2 separate regions of the Mus musculus genome follow, and region 1 is linked to region 2. A link is a contact called in public Hi-C data. All regions are on one chromosome and are shown on one strand. The core of a region is the stretch at or near the end of the contact, and the rest is flanking DNA. Distances in the headings are between cores, read along the strand shown. Region 1 has its middle 87 kb from the start of Prkg1. Region 2 overlaps Prkg1 (protein kinase, cGMP-dependent, type I).

Region 1 (5,375 bases), core at 1,669-4,168, 220 kb before region 2:
GGTTTCCTTCCCTAAAGTACAGTTATTCCTTCACATTCCTTGGTAAACTACTCCTTTTCTGATTAATTATAGAATCCAAGCTTTTGGGCAGATCAGACCTTACCCGTCTTTCTCAGATCCATAGATGATCCCCTTCTGTTTACATACCTCAACTCAGTTGACAGCTTCTGTTTACTTTCATGGTTATTGCTGCAAGCAGTAGAAATGATGGAACTCATATTCTTGCAGGCAGCTTTTGAAATGTCACTTATTTATAGATGGGATGAATGCCAAAAGGTGAGAGTGGCAAGTCAAAAAAAAAAAGGTAAATGTTCAGCTCAACTCTTTAAATTCCTTTGAGAGTATGTATGCTCGGTGTGTGAGAAAAATATCTATGTCTTTGTCTACTCAAAGGAAAAGGTATGCTAGTAGCTCCACAGAACATAAGCTTTACAACATTAAAGACAGTTCTCTCAAAAAGACATCGGTTACGTAACAATCTTAGAAGCAAGGTGAATGTCTGATGTATTTTCCTGTTGACTTATGGTCACAAGAACACACACTCCTTAAAGCGACACGATTTACGCGTCCCTCTATTTTTCAGATTTACAAATCCATGTAGCATCGATGCCTTTCTATGCGGTTTTGTAAATTGAGGAAAAATCCCCAGGCCCCAAGATGTGGCTTTGAAAGTAAGGCTGAAGTTGTATGCGTCTACTGCTCATATAACAAAGGCGTTCTGCAGGGATCGCAATGATTTGTTTTTCTTTGCATTAGAATAAAACTTTGATACTTGAAGGACTCTGAGGAACTTGCTCTCCCACTTGGGAAAATAACAAATTCCAAGTCTCTCTGCTACATTTTCTTTCTTTTTTTTTTTTTTTTTTTTTTAAGACTGGTGGGAAGATTTGGACATATATGGTATTGGAGTCACAGAGCAGATTTTACTTTTTATAGGCTAAGATTTCCATTACAGCCTCTCCTCCTTTCCCCCATCTCTCTCTGTTTTGTTTTGTTTTGTTTTGTTTTGTTTTTCTCTCTCTGTCAATGTTGAGATATTGATCTAGAGTTGGTGAGAGGTATGCTTACTAGTACTTATTTGAACGAGAATCCAATAATATGAATGATTTTATGAGTTTTACTTGGATTTCTGAAAAATTGCATTTATTTATTTGTATTATAAAAATGTGTGTGTTATATTTCAGCACGCGTGTGACATGGTACACATATGGAGGTCAGAGGACAGTTTATGGGAGAGGGTTAGCTCTCTTCTTCTATCATGTGGGTCCCAGATTTAAAAGGCTGGTTGTTAGTATTGGAGACAAGTGCTTTTATGCATGGATTTTAATCTCCTCTTTCCAATAAAATTAAAATAAGGGAAAGAAACCTTGAGAGGGTAGGCAGAAGAGAAATTTCAACTCAGTCTAATCCAGAAGTAGATAGTGACCAACACACTAATGGCCTTGATGTTCACAGGCTTGGAGAATTCTTTCACACACAGATTGTGTGACTTTACATAAACTACTTGTTTCCTTGAAGTTGATTTTGACTCTTTTGCAAAGACATGGATGGCGTTTCCTGTAAGCTTCATGTGCAGATATGGGCCAGGGCTGTGTGTGAATTCATGGTAAGCATAAAGCTCTCAGTGGATCACTAGCTCTCCCGTAAGAAAACCTTTACAGGGGCAGAAGGCTTCCCCAACAATTTGCTTTTGGAAGTCACTACTGCCCAGAATCGATTTTAGGAAATATCCTGTTCACCCTTGTGGATTAACAAACAAACATTGTGACAAACAAACGGGAGATCTGGAGGTTTTAAAGGAATCTGATGTGCCAACCACAGACGCTTGTTAGTGACTGATCTGTGGTTAGATGGCAAGTCCCTTATGTCTCCTATACTCACCCCTTTGAAAAGTATCTTAAACATAACACTAAGTGAACCAAGGGAGAGGAGGTGTGTGTAAACTGAAACAGGACAAGCAGAGATGACAAGATAAGGTGCTGTAACCGTGTCCTAATAAAATGTAAATGCGTACATATAAATATATATATATATATACACACATATACATATACACATACATGGATATGTTTATACACATATACAGTTTGACTTAGTGATGCAAATTACATGGACTGCTCATTGCCAGTTGTACACCCCTCTAACTCTAGAAGATTCTAGAAAAGCTGCTTCTCGAAGACTAGAGGCTTAAAGGAATTATTGCCACACATTGCTTATGAGGGATAGCAGTAAAGCAGGGATGCTGAGGGACTGCTTGCGTCAGATTTAGGAAGGACACAGAAGTGCCGGAAGGGTTGCTTAGAGAGCATGTCCTGCATAGCTGGGACATGACTGCAGCCACACTGTGGATAGTTGCACTTTCTTGCTTGGTTCCTTATTTTCCAGCTTTGTCCTTCTGTCCTCTCATTATCTATGTGTGCAGGCATGCTCTGAATTGCCAACCAGTGGCATTGCAGGATTGCAGAAAGAACTAGGGGCCATGCAGCTATCCCCACAGCACAGTAGATGCCTGTCTCCGTACCTGACAGCCATGGGGAAGAACGCTCTTACTGAATGCTCTGGCGTGTATCCCTATCTCTAGTTACCTTTAAGCTTGTACCTTTGAGAGTTCCCAGTGCCTGCTTGCAGTTTAGAGACTAATTTTTCATTACATCTGAGTTTTTCTATGTGAACAAATATTATTCTAGATTTCATTTCTCCCAGGGCAGCCTGATCGTTAGCATGTAGGAAGACATATGAAGTCGTTTGGAGATCAAAGAGCCATGTTCTGTGCTCTTAGACTGATGTCATACAAGAAAGCATATCCAAAGCTTTGGCCTCTTCAGTTGTTTAAAAAACCTCCCACGGTTGTTGACAGGCCTAAATGAGCTCACGCATGAGAAAGATTTAGCTGAGTGCCCTGTTCAGAGCAGTCATTCAACAAACGCAGCACTGACTGCCATTGTTTACCGTGTCTGACCTCATTCACCAAATATGTAACGTGCTTTTAACTCCGTGCCAGGAATGGACCCATGTGTGTTCCTGCCATATTTCTCAGCCCACACTTGGATCTACTTCTGCTCTCTGGAGTAGTTGTGACCCCATTTTAGAAGTCATTTCAGGAGTCACGGATGGGACGCTGCGTTGGCCACATTTAGGACTTACTTGATTTTCAGTCCCATCCACGGAAGAGTCTCTGTCCTTCTGGGCATGTTTCATACTCTTGCCTCTCACCACAGCTTTTTACAAACTTGTACTCTAGGAAGGAATTCTAGAAGCTCCTAGATAAACAGACTGAGCTGTGCTAGGGCCTGCTCTGTGGCTATGGGCTCTCTGAACCAAACAAACACGGATTTTCAGGTTTAGTTTGCCTGAGAGATTCAGCATCTGCATGGCTGAACCTTTGAAGACAGCTAGCTAGCTCACAAGATTTTAACCAGTTCTTTCTTTGGTTCTTCCCTCTTTTCTCTCTCCCTTTCCTCTCTCCCTTTCTTCCTTTCTTTCTTTCTTTCTTTCTTTCTTTCTTTCTTTCTTTCTTTCTTTCTTTCTTCCTTCCTTCCTTCCTTTCTTTCTTTCTTTCTTTTTCTTTCTCTCCCTCCCTCCCTCCCTCTCTTCCTTCCTTCCTCCCTTCCCTCTTCTTTCTCTTTCTTTCTTTCTTTCTTTCTTTCTTTCTTTCTTTCTTTCTTTCTTTCTTTCTTTCTTTCTTCCTTCCTTCCTTCCTTCCTTCTTCTCTTCTCTTCTCTTCTCTTCTCTTCTCTTTTCCTTTCTTTTTTCATTTATTCCTTCTTTCATTTTCTCTAGTCAAGTTTTCAATATTTCAGTATAAACAAAGTACAGCTACACACAGTATCGAGAATCAATGTGCTAGTGCTACTTTAACAAGGATCACATCATAGAGTGTTCTTGTTGCCTACGAAAACCTAGAGGACGCTTTCCATTATTCCCTTCCAGGCAGTACACATGCATGAATACAAAGGCCAAGATATGGAGGTGTGGGATTCCATAGCCCTGGATTTTAAGCTTCTGATATCGTATATTAGTCATATTGTTTAATGTCTCCAAGCTAGTCTCACCTCTGCAAAGTGAGACAAGACCCCCCCCCCCAACCCCACCCCGTTCCCAAGTCAGGGATGTCATTCAGAGGGACTTTTAGTTGATGGCATGGGAATATAAGAACTACTAATTAAGCTTAAGAATGCACATCTCAGACTCATATGAATTTATTTGTCCCTGTCCACAACCCCATGGCACTCTGCTGTGCTTCTAGTATTTGTTATGTTTCCATGAGCTCTGTGCACATTAGGAGACAGAGCTCAGATACATGACAGGGCATCCAAAAGCTCATTGGAAGAACGCCGGTCTCAGGGCTCTTCTACTGTATAGCATGATAATCCACAGTGGGTCTGCATGGAGAAAACTAGGCATTGTGAGATCTTCTGATCTTTTTAAAATTGCAGTGCACATGAAAGTACTTACAGTATCAAAAGGCCCCATTTCCAGGATGGGGGGTGATTTAGATACCCTCCCAAATGTGTGCCTGACCTCCTCAAGAGAACTGCATTTGTAGGAATGTCCAGAAAGGCCTGTGTCCGCACACACTATAACTTGGGTCTGGTCAAGCCAATGATTAGTGAGTTTGATATTACAGAAATTTGTGTTTTTGTAGTTTGGGCAGTGGGCATCAAGTAGTTCAGATTCAAGGTGTCAGCAGGGATGTGGTGTCATTGAAGGCTAGCAGGGAGGCTCTTTTCCTGGTGTTTGGAGGCTGCTGACCATCTTGGGCCTTCTGTGACTTGTGCTCATAGGTCTCCACTGTCTACCTTCTTTATTTCTGCACAGTTGTCTTCCACAGTGGTTGAGTCTATGTCTCCCACTTGTGAAAACACAGCTATGACTCGTGAAAGCACACTATTCATTATGTCTATAAAGACCTTGTTTCAAGTAAGTTTCTTCTAATTTACAACTTCTGGGTGGGTGTGAACCTTAGGTGACCAATATGTAACTCACTACCCAGTACTGTCTGTGTTTATCTTTCTCAGACCCCAGTGAAATGCTATGACTAACTTTTGAAGTCTGCTGGGCTCCAAGGAGAAGAGATGGGGTGAGGAGGATAAAGGACACATGGTCCATGCCAGGGAGGCAAAGGCTGCAGAGATTTTTTTTTCCCGACTCACATGGCATTTCCATCTGCCTTTTGCTATTCCTCTGAACTTCTTGATTTCCAAGTATATGGTGTTAACTGATAGTCTACTGGCTCAGATGAGGTCAAAATTTGTTTTTTAATGAGGAGAGACTGGCAGTTTTCATTGATGTACACTGAAGTTTTCTATCTTTGGGGGAAAATGTTTATAATTTCAATGCTTTACTTCTGAATGCTTTTGGTGAATTGTTTCTTC
Region 2 (5,625 bases), core at 1,359-3,858:
TGTTTGTGTTGACATATAATCCCCAGTGTGAAGATATTGAAAGGGGGTTCTTTTCAGATATAGCTAGGTCTCATAGGGTAGAACCTTCCAGGATAATTTTGGTTACTTTAGGGGAAAAGTCTGAAAAGGATCCTTTCTTCCTGAGTATCACAATATAATAAAGGCCACAATACAGCGAGAAGCTGTGGGCAGTTATCAGTAGCTGCAAACCACTTGGATGATTACTAGTAGACATCAACCTCATCTCAGACATTCACCCCCCACAACCATGCACTATATATATATATATATATATATATATATATATATATATATATATATATATATATATATACATATATACACACACACACACACACACACACATATATATATGGTGTTTATAAGCGTTGTTATAGCAACTGAACCTGATAGATAGTAAGTGAACAGGTTGCTTTATGTAAGAACATACTGAGATGCTTCAAGTAGGATAATGGAGCTATTTCTGCAGTCGTTTCTTTTGAACAGATTTACTGAGTGTGTATTATTGTACTGGCTAAGAGTTAAACGAAGTGTCATAAGAGATTCCATAGATGGTGTTGGTGACACCTTCTCTAGAATCCTTTGGATGGGTGCCCCCCGTTACCCAGTTCTTGGAGCTACTATTTGTTTATAAATTATGATTATGGTTGCTCCTCATGTGCTGCCTCTGGCTAATAAAGATGCAGAGTCCAGAAAGACTTGGGGAGTTTCATATATTTTGCAAAGTGGCTGATGGCAAATTATCTGGGAGGAAGGAAGAGAGGGAAGGAAGGAAGGAAGGAAGGAAGGAAGGAAGGAAGGAAGGAAGGAAGGAGGGAGGGAGGGAGGGAGGGAGGGAGGGAGGGAGGGAGGGAGGGAGGGAGGGAGGGAGGGAGGGGAAAAATCTCTGTGGGATAGCCTATACTCTAGAGACTAATCTATTTCCTGACATAGAAGTAGACTCAGGACATATTTCTCTTGAAGCTGCCTCTATGTCTGGCTCTCTCTGCTGTTGTGAAGTTCTTTCCCTTACTCTCCTATAGATACACTTTCTCCTGAGACCACAAAATCAGTGTTTCATGCTCTTTCTCCAGAAAAGGTATCTACTACATATACAGACAGTGGTCAGAGCATTAGCACAGAATCACCTCTCCTGCAGATAGCCTAGACTTACTTAGAAGACATACAATCTTCTCAAAGAAGGCAAAATTAATAAGATCAGTGGGTCAAGCTTATAAATTAAAGGAGAGCATAGTGTAATTTTGAAAGACATATGACGATAGTGCTTGGGACTTTCCAGAAGAAATTCTTCAGTTGTATTATAGAAGGGATAGAAAATCTTTGAAACAAAACGATTTAAGGTTTGTTTGAGAATTACAACAAGCCCGTTTTATGTGCTGGGAAATGGACAGTTATCATCACACCATGCTATGGTATACTTTGAAAGCTAGGAAAGGTGCTTGCTCTAAACTTAAAGGCCAGTGTCTGTTTCCAAACATCACCTTAATTCTGTTGAAACTACCTCAGCTGATAACAGACTTGCTACCAAGAAGGGAGATTAGTTGTGGGAAATAAAAGCGGAAAGGAGCAGCAAGCTTAACAGAGAGATGAGAAAAAGTGGCATTCCACAATGGTGCTGGGTATGGGATGAGGAGGGATATCTCAGAAGCAGAGTTGAAGAGTCTTGGAGTGTAATTGGATCCAGAGAGCAAGAAGGGAAGGAGAGAGAACAGCAACTGGGTTTGTCTAAGTGGTGACCTCTTAATGCTTTCCCAGAGTAGAATTACTGCGCTGAAGAAAGCGAATGTCAGCATTCTCTCCAAAAAAATGCAAACACTGTTGCCAGGGGTGGTGTGACTCAGTCAGCAAAGTACATGCTGTGCAAGCATGCAGACCTGCCTGTGATCCCCATCAGGCACAAACCACAGACACAGGGGCATGCACAAGCATTCGTGCTGTGAGGGCACACAACACAGACACAGGGGCATGCACAAGTATTCGTGCTGTGAGGGCACACAACACAGACACAGGGGCATGCATGAGCACTCGTGCTGTGCGGGAAGCAGAGAAAGATACAAATGTGGGGAGTTGCTGGCTAGTTAGTCTCTGGCCACCACATGCATGTACCACTGTGTACGTGTGCAGAGTTCTACATATGTGTGCATACTCACACACACACACACACACACACACACACACACACACACACACACACACACTCACACACTCAGATTTATAACTTTTTAAAAAATACTGAATGAATTTAATGGGATGGGATGCAGTTTCAATGTCGTGTTCAATTCATTGTGGAATAATTATGTGTAAATTTAAACTTATTGCCTGCTTTTTGTCAACAGTCACATTCATGAGCTGAGAGAGGCGAACGAACCTTCCTTCTTAGGTTTTCATCTCCATCCCATCCGGTTCTGCAGCCCTTCTTTCTGTAGAAGCTGCCACTGCTGTTGAGGTAGCTGCTGCTGGCTTTGTGCATGGAAAAAGTATTGTTGCTTCTTTTATTTTTACTTTTTGGCATTTCCTGAAAGTGTAATGCTGTGCTGTGAGGCCGGCGGTGATTTATGACAGAGCCTTATCCGGACTGTTTTCTGACTAACGGCCAAGAGAAAATGTGAAGCCTGAATGAAATTTTCTAGGCAACCAAGGGCACAGCAGGAGATGTGGCAATGCTTTAAGGAAAATAAATAAATAAATGAAAAGCACTATCAGCAAGTCCAGTGGTTAGTATTATAGGAAGACATTGACTCAGAAGACCTGGGCTTCAATGCTACTTCTGTTAACTGCAAGTTTTACTTTTTTTTTTTTTTTGTAAAAATCCTTTAAATTCTATGGGCCCTATGGTTCCCCAATTATAAAGCAGTACTTTCTTAAAGGATAATCAAGATGATGCAAGTTTCCTAATATTTGCAAAGTGAACTTTGGAGAGTTCTTTTAAAGCTAGTCTTAACTCTTTGAAGGAAGGATCTATTTTGAATATTGCCTTACCCTGTTTTCTTGCTGGTGCACAGTACCACATGAAAGCTTGTGGCTAGCCAGGTGATCTTTTCCCCTGGGTCCTATATGTGACGATCTGTGTACTTCATTCTTTTATGGTTGGACTTAGAGAGGAAACAAGAAACGAGGAGCTATTTTGCTATCTAAAACAAACAAAATAAAACTTTTTTCTCTCTTGCTTTGGCGTTTCTTGGTGATGTACTTCTCTTAGGATGGATGAAGTTGGCAGCCCCACCTCTGCTTTCCTACACAGTTGTACTATTTCTGATGAACCGTTGGAGTCTGTAACCATTAGAAGAGTTTCCTGTTGAGGTAGCTGCTGCTGACCGAGTGCATGGAAAAGCTGTTGTTGCTGTCTTTTTATTTTTACTTTTTGGCATTTCCTGAGAGTGACAGGAAGATAAAAAGTGACCTGCTGTTTGGTCCTCCTGTGACTCACTGCAACAGTATCTCATCCTGAGTATCTGAGCAGCTTGCCTCTGTGTGTCCATTCCTGTGTTCCTTCACCTTCCTGTACATCTACTGGAAAAGAATTCCAATGCTTACTAACCTTTCTGCCCCCTGCATTCTAGTGTACACTTGTCTTATTCCTTTGGTAAGATCATACTCAACAGAACAATATTTATAGTGAGAATATCTCTCTATCTCGCTCACCACATAGCTGTTCTGCTGCAGATAGACATCAGTTGTCATTAGTCACACTCTACAGATGAGAAACTGGTGAGGACAGAACAAGTACTAGTGAGTCCAGACTGGAAATGTAGCTGTAACTGAGCTTTCTTTTCTTTTCTTTTTTCTTTTCTTTTTTCTTTTCTTTTTCTTTTTTTCTTTTCTTTTCTTTTCTTTTCTTTTCTTTTCTTTCCTTTCCTTTCCTTTCCTTTCCTTTCCTTTCCTTTCCTTTCCTTTCCTTTCCTTTCCTTTCCTTTTTCATAGACCTAGGGGGCTTTTCAATCTCTGTGTCAAGATCCCTAAGAAGAACCCCATTGCCATGAGCCACACTGAGTTGAGAATGTGCCTGGTTCTCCTTTGGTGGTTTTATGACGTTATGCATCGATGGAGGTCTGTGGGGGTTGATGGGATGATACCTGACTTTCTGTGACTGACAGCTCAAGTAGTCAGCAAATGTGCTGCCTGATGCAACAAGCTAAACAAAGGAGAACAGATGCCATTCCTGAACATGGTTGTCCTCTTCCCTATGGATGTGTCTGCTTATGTAATTGCTTTTCCTGCATTATATATATATATTTATATCTAACTTGAAAGAATACGTCTTCAAAGTATAGCTTTGACAGTTGTCCCTGGTCAACCTTTCTGTGGCCTTTCTCAATCCTCCTCTTTGTGCCTAGACGAGGCCCCCTCAGGTCATGTGACTTCTCATATGATTGTTCATTTTTCTGCATCTTTTTTTCACCAGTTAGACTCTGAGTTCAGAGCATCTCTGTGTCCTTCATATTTATTTGGTGGTGTGTGTAAACACCAAGTGTGGGTAGTAAATGTGTCAATGGGAATGTAAATCTTTTGCCTGAAACAAAAGTCCACTGAGAGTTTATATTAGGCTATATTTGAAACTTAGACAAGAAGCAAGAAATATCATCACTTATTTTGTTATTGTTCAGTCTTCTGTGTTTTATTGTATTTGTTCCAGTGAAAGAAGTTTACATGCATACTTTTCAATTCTGTTTTAAGACATACCATGATTTTTAAGCTGTTACTGGTCTGTTAGGAATGTACCCACTACCAGTGACAGAGCCAAAAAAATATTTTTGGTTTACTCAAATCAGAATTAAAACCAAAGGTCGTAGAACCAAACAGACTCCAAGACATAGCACACACTCCAAGGCATAGAACACACTCCAAGGCATAGAACACACTCCAAGACATAGCACACACTCCAAGGCATAGAACAAACTCCGAGCTCTTTGAATTACACCACATTGCTGCCATCTTCCTGTGGAAACTGGCAACCAGGATAGAGCTAGGGTTTAGGTACAGTTCTTGTGGGAAAATTATCAGAAAGATCGACTGATCTTTCCTAGGTCAGGTTTGTGTCACAGTTTCAATTCAGGAAACTGTCACCTAAATTGAAAGCAGCTTGAAAAGGAGCCTTACTGAGAGCTCCTGTTAGAGTGTCTCAGTTTGGTAAGTAAACCATGTCTGACGACTCCAGTTATTAGAGAACCAGAACTTGAAAGTCAGAGTGTGGGAACTGGCCAGGGCCCATTGATTAGGGAGAAGGGAATTAATTCTACCTTGGTAATATCCATTTCTAGTCTTTATACTCTTCTCCAGGCTGCCAGTTTTCTACAAAGGAAAATAATAAACCTGATTAACTCCCAACTCTTGCCTTCCTTTCTTGTATTAGTGCATAGAAAGGTGCCCGAGGCAGCCCCGAGGCACTCATCCTGTAATTACACACCAAGCTGAGTGAGACAAAACTGAAAACTGTCCAAGTCCTCCCCGCTGCCCGAGCCCCCAGCCGCCCTCTCTGTGCTGGCCATTGAAGATCTTTCAGTAAATCACATTTACATAGCCTGACCTCTGCCTGCTTCTTCTTATCCCTTGGCTCATGGGTTTTTCTCAGCCATCCCAAAGGTCTGCTCTACCATCTAGTTCTAC

Evidence for each region. Hi-C and Micro-C count contacts between places; a contact is called where the count stands out from the background.
Region 1: a contact with region 2 is called in a Hi-C map of embryonic fibroblasts, with 3 times the contacts expected there. A contact is called at or near these places in 1 of 39 promoter capture datasets (stem cell-derived epiblast-like cells), 4 of 484 Hi-C or Micro-C datasets (adipose-derived mesenchymal stem cells and embryonic fibroblasts) and 1 of 9 other capture datasets (embryonic stem cells).

The regions. Positions count from the first base shown.
Region 1 is chr19:31,749,089-31,754,463 of GRCm38.p6, reverse strand. It overlaps a transcript of Prkg1 not described here. Among named protein-coding and RNA genes, the nearest start is that of Prkg1, 87 kb to the right of the region's middle.
Region 2 is chr19:31,527,789-31,533,413 of GRCm38.p6, reverse strand. The region is part of intron 2 of Prkg1 (protein kinase, cGMP-dependent, type I); the gene reads left to right. Among named protein-coding and RNA genes, the nearest start is that of Prkg1, 130 kb to the left of the region's middle.